Regions from separate parts of the Mus musculus genome. Here region 1 is linked to region 2. The links are chromatin contacts, called in public capture Hi-C maps. All regions are on one chromosome and are shown on one strand. The core of a region is the stretch at or near the end of the contact, and the rest is flanking DNA. Distances in the headings are between cores, read along the strand shown. Region 1 holds the start of Tsga10 (testis specific 10). Region 2 holds the start of 4930439A04Rik (a long non-coding RNA gene).

The links. Capture Hi-C pulls out chosen DNA fragments and counts their contacts.
Region 1: a contact with region 2 is called in a capture Hi-C map of macrophages, with 2.9 times the contacts expected there. The contact joins the promoter of Tsga10 here to the promoter of 4930439A04Rik in region 2. A contact is called at or near these places in 1 of 39 promoter capture datasets (hippocampal neurons) and 3 of 9 other capture datasets (adipose tissue, embryonic stem cells and macrophages).

The regions. Positions count from the first base shown.
Region 1 is chr1:37,853,592-37,856,761 of GRCm38.p6, reverse strand. Tsga10 (testis specific 10) reads left to right here and starts at 1,389. Exons shown (of 18, transcript NM_001290721.1): 1 at 1,389-1,517.
Region 2 is chr1:37,332,617-37,335,546 of GRCm38.p6, reverse strand. It overlaps 4930439A04Rik (a long non-coding RNA gene), which reads left to right and starts at 1,315. Exons shown (of 4, transcript XR_003947777.1): 1 at 1,315-1,483; 2 at 1,713-1,902. All of the region lies in intron 1 of Inpp4a (inositol polyphosphate-4-phosphatase, type I), which reads right to left.

The DNA.
Region 1 (3,170 bases), core at 140-2,639, 520 kb before region 2:
AAAGCCAGATGGTAGCGAAAGGATGGGAGGTGGCTTCAGGAGAAACCCTGGACGCTTACGAGCCAGCTAGCCTGGTAAATGCAGCCACAGACAGTAGACTCTGAGGAAAACAATGTGGGAAAGCTAGAGCTGACACTTGAAATTGTCCCCTGTCTTCCTCCATTTGTGCAAGGACACACACACACAAACCTCTTTAGACAGACTGGTAGGGGCATAACTTTCAGACATTGCTTGTTTTTTAAGGTTCAAGTAAACATGCAAGGAAGACATGTCTAGAAAACATGAATACCTAAATTGTTGTCAAATCAGTATTTGTATGGAAGTCTTGTTGATGACATCATCCCCATAGAATAAAAAACAAACGATCTTTAGAATATGGAGTTCAAACTGAGCCTTAAAATGTTAGTGAAGAAGAGTATTTCTAGGTGTCCATATTAAGAATGTGTAGAATAGTTCTGGGAGTTGTTAGTTAGGAGATAAAGTTGTCAGAGTGGAAGGGAACAAACTGAAGAACTTTGCGTGATGGGAAAAACAGATGTTGGCAATTCAAAGTGTGATGGAAAGCCAATAAGAACTGGCAAGTTTATTGGCGCCATCCTTACTCAGCTCAAATTTGTGGGTCATGTTGGTGAGATTTTACCAGTGTAGCTTCTGATGTTACCAGGTGATGCGGTCTCACGGCAAACTCCCTGATCTTCTGGCTCTTACAGTCTTCTGCCTGTTTTCTGCAGTGTTCTCTGAGCCTCAGGTGTGGGAATGTTTTGTAGATGTATCCATTGGGACTGGGCTCCACCGCTCTGCATATTGATTGGTTGTGGTTTTCTGTAGTGGTCTCCATCTGTTGAAAAAGGAAGTTTCCTTAATGAGGAGTGAAGATTATCCTCATTTTGGGTATGAGGACATGTGTGTATAGATCATTGTTAGGGATTATGCTGGTTTAGTAAGTTTGTAGGATTAGTAGATTATCCTCCAATAACCATGATTTCATTAGCACTGATTAGATAGCTAGGTTTCCAGTACCAGGCATGGTATCTTTCCTGTTGATTTATCTCTTTTGTTTTGTTTTTAAAGATGTATTTTATGTGGGTGTGTGTGCTTGTGTTCACATGTGTGCATGTGTACACGAGTGCCCACAGAAGCTGGCGTACATGAGCTGCCTCCCTCACTTTGAATGCTAGGATCTGAACTTCAGTCCTCTGCGTAAGCACCCTTAACTGCTTTTATTAAGAAAAGACAGCTTGGTAAACTCTGCTTTACTGATGGAAAGTTAAGAACAATAGAAAATATGAACGAAATGGATTGTTACTAGTTTTCAAAACTTACTGATGTGAGAAGTCACAGCTCTGTTTTAAATAGAGCTCATTCTTATATCTCATTCTTTTTGTTAGGTTAACACCAAAGAACATCAGTTTGGTCTTGGGGCTCCAGTTTCTGAAGCTGGAAGAAACCAGAATACTTTCCAACTAGAACAAGAAGTGAGAACCCAAGATAGATTCATCTCTACACTGAAATTACAGGTTAGCCTTGGTTTATATATTAATAAATACTTTTCTTAATTAATTTGGCATGTGGGTTTATTTTAGAACAAGAAGATATAGAGTAAATAATTACTAATTCAGAGCTTGTTTAAATCTAATGATTCTAAGATCACTCAATTTGGAGGGGAGGGTTGGTTGTTTGAGACAGGGTTTTTCTGTAACAGCGTTTTTGTGTAATAGTGCTGGCTGTACAGGAATTCTCTCTGTACACCAGGCTGGCCTTGAACTCACAGAGATCCTCTTGCCTCTGCCTCTTGAATGCTGGGACTAAAGACCTGAACCATCACTGCCTGGCTTTATTCAATTTTTATAATCACTTTGATATAATTGATTCAGAGTTAGTGAGTGAAAGTTATGTATCATGTAGTTTTTTTCCCCCTTTCAGGATCTTGTTATATAACCCAGGTTGGTCACCAACTCATAACAAAACTTTTGTGTTAGCCTCACATTCTGGAGTTACAGGGATGAACCCTTGCCAGGCACATCAGCTGCTTTTTTTTTTTTTTCTAAAGATTTATTTATTTTATGTATATGAGTACACTGTCACTGTCTTCAGACACACCAGAAGAAGGCATCAGATCCCATTACAGATGGTTGTAAGCCACCATGTGGTTGCGTGGAATTGAACTTAGGGTCTCTAGAAGAGTTCTTAACTGCTGGGCCATCTCTCCAGCCTCCCATCAGCCGCTTTTTAATGCAGAATCTTACTTAGCCATTTCCAACCACGTGAAATAGTGGTCATTTCTTTTGATATATATTTCTGTGAAATTCCAAGTGGTTAAATAATTATGATGATTTAGATAGCAAATGACAAACAGAATCTCTTCCAAATTAGCAGGGATTTAAATATAGTGCTCTGTGCTACAGGTTTGAGCCCATCTAGCAGTGCTATAATAAAGGCACTTAAAACAGACCTTCCAGGCATAGATGTGGCTCAGTTGGGTGAGTACTTGCCTAGCATCCACAGAGCCCTGGATTTGATCCCAGCACCATACAAACTGGGTATAGTAGAACATGCCTGTACTCCTAGCACTCAGGAGGTAGAGGCAGAAGGTTCAGAAGTTGAAGGTAATACTCAGACTTCATATTGAGTTTGAGGCCAGCCAGAGCCTCCATGAGACTGTCTGCCTGGAGGTGGGAGAGCAGGGACTTTGGGGAAGATAAAGTGGATTCAACTTTTCCTTTCTGTTCCCTCCTAGTTAATACAAGTTCAGGCTGTGCACGTGAGATGTGAAATGTGTATGCTATTTTCCCTTTCAGTAAACACAGATTCTGTCCTCATACAGTATAATCTGAATACAGTTTCCCCTCCCTCTACCCTCCCAGTTCCTTCCCACCTCCTCTTCCATCCAGACCCACTCACTAGAAAATAACAGGCTCCTAAGAGATAACAACAAAACATAAAACATCCAAAATATAATAACATAAAATAACACATCATATTGAAAGTTGGACAAGCCAAGCCAACAGAAGAATAAAAGAGCCCCAAGAGCAGGCACAAGAGCCAGACCTTTCATTGTCACAGTCAGGAGCCCATAAAGTACTAAACTGAAGCTGTGCTGCAGGGAACCTGCCGTGGGCTCTGTGATTGCTGCTTCATCTCTGTGAGGTTCCCTGAGCTCTGAGAGGAGG
Region 2 (2,930 bases), core at 66-2,565:
TGGGACAGGAATTCAAGGCAGTAACCGAAGCAGAAACCGTGATGTTTTGAAAGCTGCTTACTAGCTTGCTCTGTTTGCTTTTTTTGTACAGCCCAGCCCATTTGCCTAGGCATGGTGCTGCCTACAGTAAGCCCCCCACCACTACCCCCTCACTGCCCCACCAGCAATCATGAAGATAATTCCTTACAGATAGGTCAATCAGGAGGAGGAAATTCTTTAACTGGGGTTTCTTTTCTTTCTCTCTTTTTCTTCATTTTTTGGGGGTTGGTGAAAGGCTCTAGTTTGTCAAGCTAACAATAAAAACCAACCAGCATACCATACTAGAAAACAATACATTAGATCCTTTTATCTTAAGAACTACTCTGAAAAGACTCCCAACAGTTGACAATAAGAGCACAGACTCCACCCTACCCATGACTAGTGTGTCCCCAAGTCCCCCCACCTGGGCACTGCTTGCTGCCTATTTGCCCGCAGGGAGGATGCCTGTGGCTCGGGAACACAACCACGCAGAGGGCCCATCTCTTGAGTTATATATGCCAGGGTCGTATTAAATGCACCTGGCTTTCTGTTCTTTTCTGTCTTCAATGCCCCCCCACTCTTGTCCACTGAAATGTGCCAGTGCTTCCTGGCTGTGGGGCAGAGAATCTAAGCCTCCCAGAGAAGTAAGTGTGAAAGCTCTAAAGAGAACAGGGATAGGACAGACCAGGACAGAGGGGCTTATGTCTGCCCCCAGCCCACCCTGTGCGAGGTCCCAGTTGGGTGCTCATGAGGCTCTTCTGACATGGCTGTCACCATACTACCATGTCAGTGGTCAGCAGATGCCGAGATAGAAACCTTTCCCCAAATCAAATGTGTGTGCCACCTGACTACATTACATTCCATAATACGAAATTCTCCAAAGGGCACAAAGCTCATGCCCCTGCCCCAGCCCCATTTTCCTTTTGGAACTACAGCTCGGTTTTCATTAACTGGGTCTCGACTGCAGCTGGCTCCTGACAGGACCTACTATTCCTACCATCAACCTGTCTGACCCAGTTTGAGTTTTCTTCATTTATTCCCATAAAAGAGAGAAATATAACCTCATTTCATATCCCAGTGTGATATTTTAATCTAGGAAGCTATCATTAGAACGCCTATCTCCCTTGGAACATGCTTTTGTTTTGTAAGCAGAAAGAGTCCACACATTGTAAAATAGTAATTTCAGAAAATAAACCAAAACATCTCCTGACACACAAAGGATACACCAAGTTCTGACTATGATGTAGGCAGAATCAGGCCCTGTTCCCTCCTGTGCCCACTGACAAAGGCAGCAGCTGTTCTAGATTCTAGATTCTGGGTGCTAACAAGTGAGTGGGGATTCTAGGGCAAGGAGGTGTTGAGTCCTAATTTCACACAGGACAAGAGCAGGAAGAAGGCAGCCCAAGGATAACAAAATGTCAGAGCTGACAGACCAGAGATACCTGTCACACTTCTTGGATTAACTGTAAGTTTCACCTCTGCATAACCACAGGCAGGGCTTGGGGTCAGGATTCTACCCTAACCAGCTTCATCTAGCTGCCTTTACCAGAGTCGTGTGCTCTTTGTCCCTTGTGATAAACAGCAAGGTCAGAAAAAGAAAATCAGTACAGAAACCCAGCCCCTTATGTAGATATTGCCGCTTCCTGGGGGTGTGTACACTGCTCCTGTGTCCAGCCTTCTTTCTCCATCTCTAGTTTCCAGCTCAGCGGATGGTACCACAGCTTTCCAGAACAAGGCAAAAAGTGAGGAGACCTCCCTTCCTGTATGAGCTCCCACTTCCCAACAACCTGACAGTCCTTACAGGACCTTCTAGGACCAGATCCTTCTCACCAAGGCTCACACCTTGGTCTCCACTACATCTGAAGAGGTTACAAGGAATTCTGGGTAAGTGCCATCACCCTGCAGCTTTGTAGACTGTCCTCTACCTCATTCCCCAACAACCATGGCGATGTACAAAGACATTAATTACATACCAAAGAGAGGAGGATGGTCAGAATTTCGTGGCTGTATAAAGCTGGATATATAATTATACATGAAACACCATGTCATGCAAGGACAAAACTTAATTCTTTAAGATCCACCACCTAAACTCCCACCTAGTAATGAGTTACCCCTACTCACTGGTGCAGCTTTGGCACAAATGCCATGGCTGGAACAAGTTACTTTCTAAGACTGCTCCATGAGATGGAACTAAGACCTGAATCGTTAAAGGGGCCAAGAACCCAGGGCTAAATAGGTCATAGGCCCTAGGGAGAACCAAATACTATATTTTGCTTACAGGCATACCATTAAAACAAATCCCATTGAACAGATCATCTCTCAACCATCATTAAAGAAGTTCCTCCTTGCAGTAGACGGCAATTAACATAGAGAATAAGAGACTATAGTGTGCTCAGCCCTAAATTAGACATACTTGCCACACCCTTCCCCCAAAGTTCAAGGCTTCCGTTTTCATGGAAGAGGGGCCAGAAACAGATGACATCAGGGAGACAGTGTTTCCCATACACAGCTGGGCAACTGCACAAATGAATGCACAGCTAGTTATTGTGACAGTGTGCACAAGGCCTGCCAAGCTCTCCCCAGACAAAGTCCTGGCACGGATGGTAGAAAGTGGGCACTGGATCCCATCCCTAGCTGAGGAGCTACTGGTGTCGAGAGCTTCTGGGAAAAAAGAGTCAGTTTTGTTAATGGCCCTCATAAGGTGACAACCACTTTCCAGGGCAGCCCCACTCCAGAGCCTGGCTGGGCAACACTGAACTTACAGAAGAAATTCGTTAAAAAAATTAATAATAATATTTCAAAGTTATGTAGGAAGGGATGAAAGGGTAGAGGGTGATTACAGAAGGAGCTGGGGTATGTGAATATGTTCAAAATATATTGTATGAAATTCTCAAAGAATAATACATTTTAAA